Linked DNA regions of Mus musculus: regions 2 and 3 are each linked to region 1. The links are chromatin contacts, called in public Hi-C and HiChIP or PLAC-seq maps. All regions are on one chromosome and are shown on one strand. The core of a region is the stretch at or near the end of the contact, and the rest is flanking DNA. Distances in the headings are between cores, read along the strand shown. Region 1 overlaps Zranb3 (zinc finger, RAN-binding domain containing 3). Region 2 overlaps Zranb3 (zinc finger, RAN-binding domain containing 3). Region 3 holds the start of Rab3gap1 (RAB3 GTPase activating protein subunit 1).

Evidence for each region. Hi-C and Micro-C count contacts between places; a contact is called where the count stands out from the background. HiChIP or PLAC-seq counts read pairs in DNA pulled down with a chosen protein or histone mark.
Region 2: a contact with region 1 is called in a Hi-C map of cortical neurons, with 3 times the contacts expected there. The contact joins two enhancer-like sites. A contact is called at or near these places in 1 of 39 promoter capture datasets (hippocampal neurons), 7 of 484 Hi-C or Micro-C datasets (bone marrow-derived macrophages, cerebral cortex, cortical neurons and 3 more), 4 of 115 datasets of contacts at active chromatin or transcription factors (the HPC-7 cell line, the NIH/3T3 cell line, memory CD8 T cells and 1 more) and 3 of 9 other capture datasets (adipose tissue, liver and pancreatic islet).
Region 3: a contact with region 1 is called in an HNF4G HiChIP or PLAC-seq map of pancreatic cancer cells. The contact joins the promoter of Rab3gap1 here to the enhancer-like site in region 1. A contact is called at or near these places in 1 of 39 promoter capture datasets (embryonic stem cells), 3 of 115 datasets of contacts at active chromatin or transcription factors (double positive thymocytes, memory CD8 T cells and pancreatic cancer cells) and 3 of 9 other capture datasets (adipose tissue, liver and pancreatic islet).

Annotation. Positions count from the first base shown.
Region 1 is chr1:127,973,983-127,977,627 of GRCm38.p6, forward strand. Zranb3 (zinc finger, RAN-binding domain containing 3) reads right to left here. Exons shown (of 21, transcript NM_027678.3): 13 at 2,157-2,562. Among named protein-coding and RNA genes, the nearest start is that of Gm28800, 15 kb to the left of the region's middle. Within about 2 kb of position 1,944, at least 88 of the 459 cell types and tissues checked have an H3K27ac peak or open chromatin away from gene starts, as enhancers often do. A contact at or near this core is called in adipose tissue, cortical neurons and pancreatic cancer cells, where this site is marked.
Region 2 is chr1:128,075,114-128,078,758 of GRCm38.p6, forward strand. The region is part of intron 2 of Zranb3 (zinc finger, RAN-binding domain containing 3); the gene reads right to left. Among named protein-coding and RNA genes, the nearest start is that of Zranb3, 26 kb to the right of the region's middle. Within about 2 kb of position 1,943, at least 38 of the 459 cell types and tissues checked have an H3K27ac peak or open chromatin away from gene starts, as enhancers often do. A contact at or near this core is called in cortical neurons, where this site is marked.
Region 3 is chr1:127,867,146-127,870,790 of GRCm38.p6, forward strand. Rab3gap1 (RAB3 GTPase activating protein subunit 1) reads left to right here and starts at 1,628. Exons shown (of 24, transcript NM_178690.4): 1 at 1,628-1,684; 2 at 1,780-1,835. The coding sequence starts at 1,667.

The sequences.
Region 1 (3,645 bases), core at 694-3,193:
ACCATTTGTGTACAGGGTTCGTGGAGGCCAGAAGATGGTATCAAATTCTCTGGGACTGCAGTCAAAGACTGTTGTCCAGTTAAAGCCATGTGGGTGATGGGATTCTGGGTCCTCTAGAAGTATAGCCCAGACAAGCCCGCCTGCGCACCAAAGGTTGACATCTGGTGTCTTCTTCAGTAATTTTCCACTTTATTTTGGTCTCTCATTGAACCCAGAGTTAACTGATTTAGCTTTGCTGGCTAGCCAGCTGGTGAGTTCCAGAAATCTGTCTTTCTCAACGTTCCCAGGGTGGGGATGTATGCTGTACCTGCCTTCTGTGTAGGTGCTAAGATTCAAACTTGGGCTCCCCCCACCCCCGCCCCCAACCACCACCACTAAGACACAGTTTCTCTGTGTAGTCCTAGCTGTCTGGGCTCACTCTGTATACCAAACTCAGAGATCCACCTGGCTCTGACTCTCAACTGCTAGGATTAAAGGCAGCACCATGCCTCAGACTTGGATCTTAATGCTTATGCAGCAAGAAGCTGACTACCTCTTCAGCCCTAAGAATTCTAGCCTGGAACATGTTAACCTTGAGGGCCCCACTGGGTACCAAAGCAGAAAGATTTTGTAGGTTACATTGGATAAAACCACTCTGGCACTCAAATCAGAGATATAAAGTTGGGCAATTTCAGCTGTTGGTTGTTGATATTATCATTCAGTGTATACTATGCCCTATTGATTTCAAAGCAGCTTTCACAAACTGCAGCAACCATATGGCTCCTTTAATGCTTTTGGATTCTACTGTTTCTTCAAGAGTTTTAAGAAAGCAATATTAAAATTTTAATTAGTATTCATTCTGCCCTTTAATACCTTGTGGGTACAAACAAATCAAGGTACCAGCTCATTATGCCAATTGTAATAATGTAAACCTGAGCACTGTCGTGTTGAAACGCACTGTTACTTGAAACTCTTATCTTTTCCCTAAGCAGGCTACTTCACGCTCACAACTGGAGTTTATTTCTTCAGGTTTCTTGGCAGGCTGCTTATTCAATCATAGGTCTAGAAACTTTCACTGTTGTTCCTAGCATCAAAAGGGAAAATGAGAACTATCAAACACATAATAAACTAGGATTTTTTTTTTTCCTAAGCTAGTCACTTTCTACTCTTGCTGTGAGCTAACTTTACAAGTTGCTTTATTTTGATTGCACCAGCTGGGATTGCAGGGGGTCATGTTAACTGTGGCAAGGACATCACATGGAGAGAGTGTGTGGTTCTAGTTTTGTTTCAGAGAACAGGTGCCCACATAACAAATACAGCTACCCAGACGGCCACTTGTCAATTTTGATAGAGCTCTCAGAAGTGAGAGAGGAAAGACTCAGGTTCTGTATTCCTTCGGATTAACACTGAGAGGAGGAGGGGTGGGGAAACTATAACATTAGAGTCTCTTAGTTCTGTCCTGGTTAGAGCCTGCTGTTAGAAGAATGAATATAGAGGAGAACCACTGTGAACAACTATACCATTGTTAAAATAACCTATTTCTAGTTTCCAGAACTGTCAATGTGGCATTTTTTCATTGCCATAAAAATATTCTCTGGAACTGAAAACAGTGAGAATACTAATATTTCTGATATTTTTCTGTTACATTGTATTTATTCTGCATGCATGTATTGGTTAGATTCTTTTAATAAGACCTGAAGAAGAGCTTATGAGTTGTCAAGGAAGAAATATGGCACAATGAATACTGAGCAGGCCAAGTAGTTACAAAATGATTCTATTTAAATATAAAAACCATCTCATTTCCTTAAAAAACAAGAATATCTACTTCTTTCATAACAGCAGGTCTGTGATGGGCAGCACATTTGCTACCATAGCAACAAGGCTTCTCCTGCCCACTGAGCTCACATCCTGTTGACATTATTCAGAAATGCCCATTTGTGCCAAGTTAATGCCAAGCCAGTGGCACTCAGAATATATATTCTTGACAGAACCAGGAGTCATTCACATTCCACAGGGGATGAATCGACAGTCTTTACTCAGGGAACTTCTTATTCGATTTTAAGGGCTGTAGGCCCTGCTGAGTCATGAGGCACTTCTGTAACATTACTACCCAAAGGCTTGGGTGGTCTTTAGGGCACCCTCCCTGCCAGCCTCATCCCCACCTTCCGTACACTCACCAGCTCTGCTCCGAGGGTTCTCACACATCTCACAGTATGGAAGGCCTGGGTTGTTGAGGAATGTGCAGAAGCCACACTGCCATCCCTTCTCAGGAAGGGCTGGAGAAGCCAATGGGGGCTTGACCTCATGGACAACTTCCATGGATGTGGCTCTGGCTTGCAAGGACGGTCCTTCCTCCAGGGCACTGCTGTGGTCCTCGGTGCTCAGGGACTTCAACCTTTTAGCTTCAGGCTCACACCCATTTTTGTCAGCAGTGCTATCACTTGTAGCCATTTTTCTAGGGTCCGAGGCCACTGTAATCTTCTCCTTGAATGCCTCTGGGTCATCACAGGTCGTTTCTAACTGTCTCTTTTTCAGTTTTGGTAAGAAGAATGATCGAATATCATGCTGTTTCTCTTTTTCAAACTGAAATCAGCCAACAGTTATGAAATGGGGAAACAACTGTTCTTCCTAAATGAAAGAACTTAGCATTTTCATTAACCAGACTGACTGGAAATGAATCCAATTATAGTGTCACTCTTCATAAATACACATAACTCAGTGGAATGAACACAGTCATGCACTGAATGGATATAGCCACATACTTCCTATGTGTCTTTGCTTAGCACGTACTGTGTGCTGAACTCATTCAACCCTTATGCTAGCCCCGTGAAGGAGGCTTCGGGTGAGGAAATTAGATAGAGAAGTTATAAAATAGAAATATACTTTATACACTATCTTCCTTAGATGTGCATCTGGTAAAAAGGGGAATTGCATATGTAGAAATTTTAGCAAATAAAATAGTATTTTAAGTCAAAAACCTAGAAAAATACTTCCATGGCCAAATTGTAAACACATTGTATATAAACTACATGACACTCATATTAAAACATTATACTGACCAGGAAACATTTTTCAAATAGCATTAAAATATTTATTCTGACTACTACATGCATATGCATACACATGAATGTGCACTCCCACATGTATTTCACATACCCGCAAACATACAAACACACAGACACAAAGCACACTGACACCCACAAATGAAAAAAGAAAAGCTTTCCTTTGTTTTTAAGGGTTTCATTAACTTCTAACTTAGTATTCTAAAACTTCATAATTACGTACATCTATCTGTGTCTATATAATCTATAAGTATATGCCTCAAAATTCTACTTGCACTCAGGATACTCTATGCCACGTGAATAACATTTTTCCTCTTGTACATTTTCATGATTTCTTTGATAATTTCTTCCTTTCCATTTTGTCTTTCCTTATTTTCTGGGATCTGTTAGTCTAATGTTGGGTCTATCCTTGGCATCTAATTAGTCTCATGTTTTCCTTTTCCCTCAAAAAATATTAAGCTTTTCTCTGCTTAGCTTCCCTCTCAGGTACAGAATTTTTTAATTTGGCAGCCATGTGCATTTTTAAATATAATGTTTATTTACTATGCATAAGTATGATGTGGATCTGTGTGGACACTTGGGTGCTATAGTACACGTGTGGAGG
Region 2 (3,645 bases), core at 693-3,192, 100 kb after region 1:
ATCTCATACCTATGAATTATTCACTTCTAAAATGTCCATTTAATAATTTCATATCACAATTGTTGCAATTAAAATTGTGGAAAGGAAAACTGTGATGAGAGAGGATTTGTTTTATATCAATGATTACCTAAATTACTCTATGTACAAGCAAAGCAGTCTCAACAGCTGACCAGAGATAAACTAGCCAGTTAGATTGGCAATGTCAGCCTTAGCGCAGTATATACACCACACTCATCTCCTTCCATCCTACACTGTATTCCCTCAAGCACAGTCTAACTCAGTATTCTAGATGTTTCTTCTTACATTCTCGTAATAGTTCAGTACTGACGATCTCTTCTTTGACCTGTTTCTTCTTCTCTTTGCTGAATAATTTTTATTAGCATTCACACATGCTAAGCTTTGCCATTGTAAAAAGAAACAGAAATCTTTTCTGGCCCTTGCTTTGCTTTCCCAGCTTCCAGCTACTTTCCTCTAGTTCTTCATGAACAAGCTGCCAGCCTCATTTTGTGCTGTTCTCAGCCCCTGTTCTCAGCCCCATGAGCAGTGATGAGTTCTTTAAGCTCATGCTCTGTAAGGAAAAGGATGCAGCTTTCAGCACTGCTGCTGGTAAGCATAACGAAAGCAGCTTACCTCTGTGCCTTAGTTTTCTAGCACACAAAGCAGGGCTACCACCTTAACAGACTACATGCTAATAAATTAATCTTGTGCCTAATTTACATCTTTAAAATATATGGTAATAGCAATCTCAAGACTTAGGAGACTGAGGCAGTAGGATTTCAAGTTCAAGACCAGTTGGACTATATAGGACATTGAAGGGTGGTTTATACAACATAGGGAAATCCTGTAATCAGGGGCGTGGACACACACACATACATACATACATACATACATACATACATACATACACACACACATACATAATTGTGAAAAAAGCTATTGTATAAAAATAAGAGAAAAAAAAAACCCTCTAGAATAACACCTATATTCCCCTTTAACAAATCTCTCTACGTGCTATGTTCCTTTTGCCTTCAAGTATCTCATGAAAGTTCCTTTCCTATATCCCATGTTATTCAATTAGTAAATGCATATTCAACCTTAAAGATCCAGTTTGGGATAGTCCTCTAAGAATTAGTTCCAGACCAGACTCTGGCTTCCAGATGCAGTCAGGATACTCTGTATGCTGTCAACACACTTCCACTGTGACGTCTATTACATTATAGCACAGTTTTTGTGTATGTTCTACTATCGGGCAATGAACTTATTGACTACAAGCCACTGTCATTCAGTTCTGTCTCCCAAGAGCCTCTCTGTGCCCAAAATACCAGGGAATCATATACTTATTTGAAGTCATCCCAGAAAGGAAGCAAGGTATTTCAACCTTAATTTGAGAAAATCAATTCCCCCTCCTCACACACAACTATCTACACAAATAATTTAACATCTTTAAAACGAATCTCACAATAATGCTTTGCTGCCCACATCCAAACACCAGGTTTATCATAGGGAAGCAAGAGCTTTACTACATGGAGTAACTTGGTTTCTATGCCTCTCAGGACTTCTAATGGGAATAATATTGTTAGCAGTCTTTTAGACTTTTGGTGAAATTTGTGTCCTCTAGGATACAAACAATTCCATCTCAAGTTAATGACAAGTATGAAAATCTAAGCCCTGTCACTAGGCCCTTGGAACAGGCATTCAGGGAGCTCTGTTTTTCCAGCAGTACGGTTAACAGTCCCATGCAAGCTTTCAACAGACCTACAAGTGGACCTGTACCCCTAAGATTAAGAAGAAAGAAATCCTGTGGGGATACAGTGTAGGACCCTAGCTGCTGGCTCTGCAGCAGTAGCTACAATGTGAGAACAAACAAAACTACCAGGCTTCACACTCCAGGCAACAGGTGGGCAACTCTACTTCGTGGGTAAGTGGGTAGAGAAACAGGAAGCCAAGGGCAAACTGATTCAGACCAGTGACTGCTAAGATGGCTATGAATCTGACTGCCTCATTAAACCCTCTCCGTAATATGTTAATTTTGAGGCCTATGTAAAGGAAGCATGAACAATAAGTCTCTTTCTCACCAACAAAACCATCAATATTCAAAATCTTTCCTGAAAGGATATGAATATTCAAACTCTTCTCCACAAAATGAAATGTACATCTTTGCTTGTGTAGCTACTTGGCCGACTCTACTTCCGCCTACAGTCATTCTGCTTCTGAGGTAACTCACCGTGCTTCCGTTCTGTAATAACCTTTCACTTTACTGTTGCTTGAGAAGAACAACAACCTATAACCAAATCAACCAACCAAAAAGAAACGAACACCAGAAAGCTCTCCATAAAGAGAAAGCCTGTTGTGATATCCAACATTTTTGGGCAACAGAGAACTATTTAATGCTACCATGCAGAAGTGTGCTGTTATTAAAATTAAATTATCAAAAAGACTGAATATGAGGCATGAACAATATATGATACAGTCAGTAAAATAGCTTAATCTGTTTATCAGATTGGGGATCTGATTTTCTAAAAACATTACTTAATGTACTGATATTTTAATTTAAAGATATCCTAAAATACTTTCAATGTTAGTTTGCTTTATTCTTTTGATTTTTAAGTAAAAAACAAAAACAAAAAATGGAAGCACAGCAAATTACTTCAAATATGAAATTAAGCTTTCTGTCTTATGAACAAGTTTCAAGATTTAAAATTTTTATTTCATTTTTTAAAAAAGCATACTCACCAAGGCAATGAAGAAATTACTGAGATTTGTTTAATGAACAGTATTTCATTAAGCAGACTGTTGGAACATGGTATAAAGAGGAACAGCACATATTGGCTTTTTCTAGTGTGGGTGTCCTGGTATTCTCAGGATCTTTCACCCACTCATGAGTCAGTTTTATATAACACAGTAATGTATAATTTCCCTCCTACTCACAAGCCAACACTTCAGAGATAACATTTTACCCAGTGTTATTTAAAGAATATGGTAACTTGGAACATTTTAATATTTTTCAAAACGTATAAACAACCAAATTATTATCATGTCAGTAACGAAGCTCTTTGGCTTCAAAGAAGCACTCCAGTATATTTTAATGCTAAATAATAATTAATTTAGGAAAATATATTTAGAAAATATGTAAACTGTAACAAAACATAACTTTATTGTTTAAGATTTTATATTTGATTCTATGTATGTGTGCATCCATGTGTGTGTATGTGCATGTAAGTATATGTGCCAGTGGGTGGTATTAGATACCCAGAGCAGGAGTCAGAGGCAGTTGTGATTAATGTGGGCACTGGGACCCAAACCCAGGTCCTCTGGAAGAGTAGCAAGAACTCTTAACCAGTCTCACTGTTCAGTTCTGGTTGTCCTAGAACTTACTATGTAGACCAGACCTGGCTGGCCTTGAATTCATAGAGAGTTTACCTCTCTGCCTCCCAAGTGCTGGGATTAAAGGAGTGTACCACTTCCTCCAGTGAGATTTAGTTTAAAAAAATTGTCATGAATTTATACATAAAGGAGCACTTGCCTCTACAGCCAAAGAGAGATAAAGCAGAGAGAGGTACAGGAGCTCAGAGACTATTGGCAAAATTGATAAATAAATGAGAAGTCAGCAGAGAGGTCACAGATAAACTCACATAATTGAAATGA
Region 3 (3,645 bases), core at 378-2,877, 110 kb before region 1:
GTCCTTCAGTGGTTTAAAAAGTAAAGCACTCATCAAATAGTATGTTCTTCTCAGAGTATATGTAACTTGTATGATGTTGTTTGGTTTTGTTTATTTTTTGTTTTGTTTTTCAAGACAAGAGTTTCTCTGTGTAACAGAGCCCTGGCTGTCCTGGTCTCACTTTGTAGGCCAGGCTTGCCTTGAATTAACAGAGATCTGCCTGCCTCTGTCTCCTGAGTGCTGGGATTAAAGGCATGCACTTCCATGCCTGGCTGCTTTTTAAAACAATAAGTTTAGTTGTATAGATTTTCTTTTCCTGGGGTTAGGAAAGGAGACAGTGGGTTTAAGGATCTTGGTCAGTGTTTATGAGTTGTAAAGTTTGAACAAGAGCTGAGGATGTAGTTCTGTTGGTAGAGCTTTTGCCTAGCATGCATGGTCCTCGCTTCTGTCTTTACCACCACACCATACAATCCAAGACGGTGCTACATGACTGCAGTCAGGATACTCAAAAGGAGGCAAGAGGATCAGAATTCCAGTTCGCTCTTCTCACCACAAGGCGTGTGAGGCTGGCTTATGAACCCTATCTCAAGAACAAAACCAAGGGCTTGAGAGATGGCTCAGTGGTTAAGAGTGCTCTTCCAAAGGTTCTGAGTTCAAATGCCAGCAATCACAAGGTGGCTCACAACCATCTGTAATGGGATCTGATGCCCTTTTCTGGTATACTCATATACATAAAATAAATATACTCATACACATTCTAGTGTAATCATATACATAAAATGAATAAATAAATCTAAAAAAAAACCCATTTGAATGAAAACTCAAAGAGGTTTTTAAATACAATTGTGACCATGCATATCTAGGGTCTTTGCCATATAGGACTACATATGCCCCAAGATATTTATGAATGTAGCCCAATACATCTGTGGATGTGAATGTCATGTAACAATTTCAAAATGTTCATCAGTTTGTTTTTGTTTTTTGTTGTTGTTGTTTTTTGTTTGTTTGGTTGTTTTTTTTCTTCCGAGACAGGGTTTTTCTGTGTAGCCCTGGCTGTCCTGGAACTCACTTTGTAGACCAGGCTGGCCTCGAACTCAGAAATCTGCCTGCCTCTGCCTCCCGAGTGCTGGGATTAAAGGTGTGTGCCACCACGCTCGGCTCATCAGCTCTTCTTGAGTCTACAAAATACTCTTATTATTTTTACTTTTAATTCTTTAAACAATACTTGTTAATTTTATTTCATGTGCATGAGTGTTTCGTCAGCATGTAAATCTGTTTGTGCAGCACGTGCATGCCTGGTGTCAGTCGAGGCCAGAAGCAGGTACAGGATCCCTTTGGACTGAAATCACAAATGGTTGTGAACTGCTATGCAGGTGCTGGAAATCGAACATAGGTCTTGTGAAAGCGCAGCGGGTAGTCTTAACTGCACAGTTATCCCTCTAGCCCCAACAGAATTTTAAAAAAAATATTACTAAACCACCTTGAAGAAGAGCGTATGCCACACTAAGATCTTTCTGTCTGGAGGAAAAAGGTCTTCCCACCTTCCAGCAGGCCCTTTGTAGGCGGGCCCGCTTCGGGGCCCCACCCACCACCCACCGAGGCCCCGCCCACGGCCACTCAGTGCCCTCCTCCTAGCTCCCTTCTTCCCGACAGCCTTCGCGCGGGGCCTGACGCTCCGCTCCGCAAGATGGCGGCGGACAGTGAGGTGAGTTCTGCGCCCTGGGTGCCTCTGTCACAGAGTTCTGCCGCCGACGTCAGTGGCCCGCAGCTTACTGTCTGTGCTCTTCTCTGTCCCCGCAGCCCGAGTCCGAAGTGTTTGAGATCACAGACTTCACCACAGCCTCGGAGTGGGAGAGGTGAGTAGTGTGTTTGGTCCTGTCTGGCCCCGGGCGGCATCACACAGGTGACGCTGGTTCGGAGGGAGACGCCCACGCTTCGTCTCTTCTTCCGCGCCACGGCAACTTTGGCTTTTTCCGCATCAATCATACAGACAGGTCAGACCAACCTTCAGACTCCGCCTTTAAAACAAGTTGTGTTGACTTCCAGATCACTTCCCTGGCACAGAAAACCATTTCCGAGGTCGTCCCCGGGTCTTATGCTTTCATGTCAATTTGCCTCAGTTGTCATCAAAGCCGTCAGCTAAGCAGCTGCTGTGTTTTCTTCCTGTGTTTATTGGAAGAGACTTTTAGCGTACCGATGACTGTTCATCTGTCATCCTCTTACCATCGTTATCCTGTCTTCGAGAAATTAAAAAATTAAAATTCTACTATTTCATACTTATAAATAGTATGTTTACATACGTCTTTGGAATGTTTTGATTCACAGCGTTACATTTTAAACTTGGTCCTGTGCCCAGACTTCCCGAGCTTGTCAAATTCAGATGAACAACTGCATTAAGGCGAACATGTTTTATCACCTGAGTGAGTTGAAAACTAAGTTTGTTGGCTTGATAGCTAGCTATTGAGGTTATTGTTGCAGTGCTTGTAGGCTTTACAAATGTGTGGCTCTCATATCAGTTGGTGGCATAGGAAGATATAAAAGATCTTTGAAATAGTAGTTTGACTTGTGTTCCCATCCCCACACTTCATCGAGTCAGTAAGACTTAACACACTAGCAAGACTTTATGAGGAAGTACTGTGTGCCCTGAACTATCCTAAGATCAGGGAAATCTATATACCTTTTAAAAACTCCAACAAATAGTTAAAATGTAAGCCAGTTGGTACTAACTACAAAGAACTAGTTAAGTAGGGAAAACGTGGACTACAAAATTGTTGGAGACATTTTTGTAGGGAAAAGATAGGAAATGCCTGCTTTGAAATTGGGGAGGGAAATGGAAGCTGGGTGACGTGGCACCTGTGTATAATAGTGACTACTGGCAAGGCTGAGGCGGATCACTTGAGCTAAGGAATTAAGACCAGCCTGAGCAATCTAAGAGGTACTGCCTTAAGAAAGGAAAGGGAAAATGGTTCAGGGTTTGGTTAAACATGAGAAGGGACTGACATTTCGAGACAAGTAAGTGAGGAATTATCACTGGGAAATAAATAAAAATGATACAGTGAGATCAGTTTCCAAAGCCAAGGCAGAGGCGTCGAGAGTTGGTGCACTTGACTAAAAACTCTCCAACTTGACTGTGCATCAGAACCTGCTGGTCTCGGTTCTCAGTGTTTCCCATTAGGTTTTAGGTCCAATCCCCAAATTTGCTTTTCTAACATGGTCCCAGGTAATACAGATGCCAGCAGGTCAGAAGACCATATTTAGAAAGCACTGCTGCTTAAAGTGGCAAGAGCTTTTGATCCTATGGTGCAAGGATTGTTTGGTTTAAGTTGTTACATTGTGGTAAAATGAAGTAAGCAGTTTACATTGATTCATAAAGTGGAACTGTAATTAGTTGGATAGAGTGAACTAGATTTAGGTAGATGAGCTTAATGTAAGTCTGAGGGGAAAGGCTCAATTATGAAACTTCAGGTTCATGCCTAAACGAAAAGATATGTATCAAGAGTGCTCTTTTGGGCACATTGACTGTAAAGTTGATATTTTGAAGGTAGTTAGAAAATGATGGTCTTGGAGGGTGAGTGGTAAGAAGACATTAATGATTAGTGTTTAGAATGGAAAAATGGCCATTTTCCCTGGTTAAATAGTTTAAAATTTCCTGAGGGGTGCTGGGGC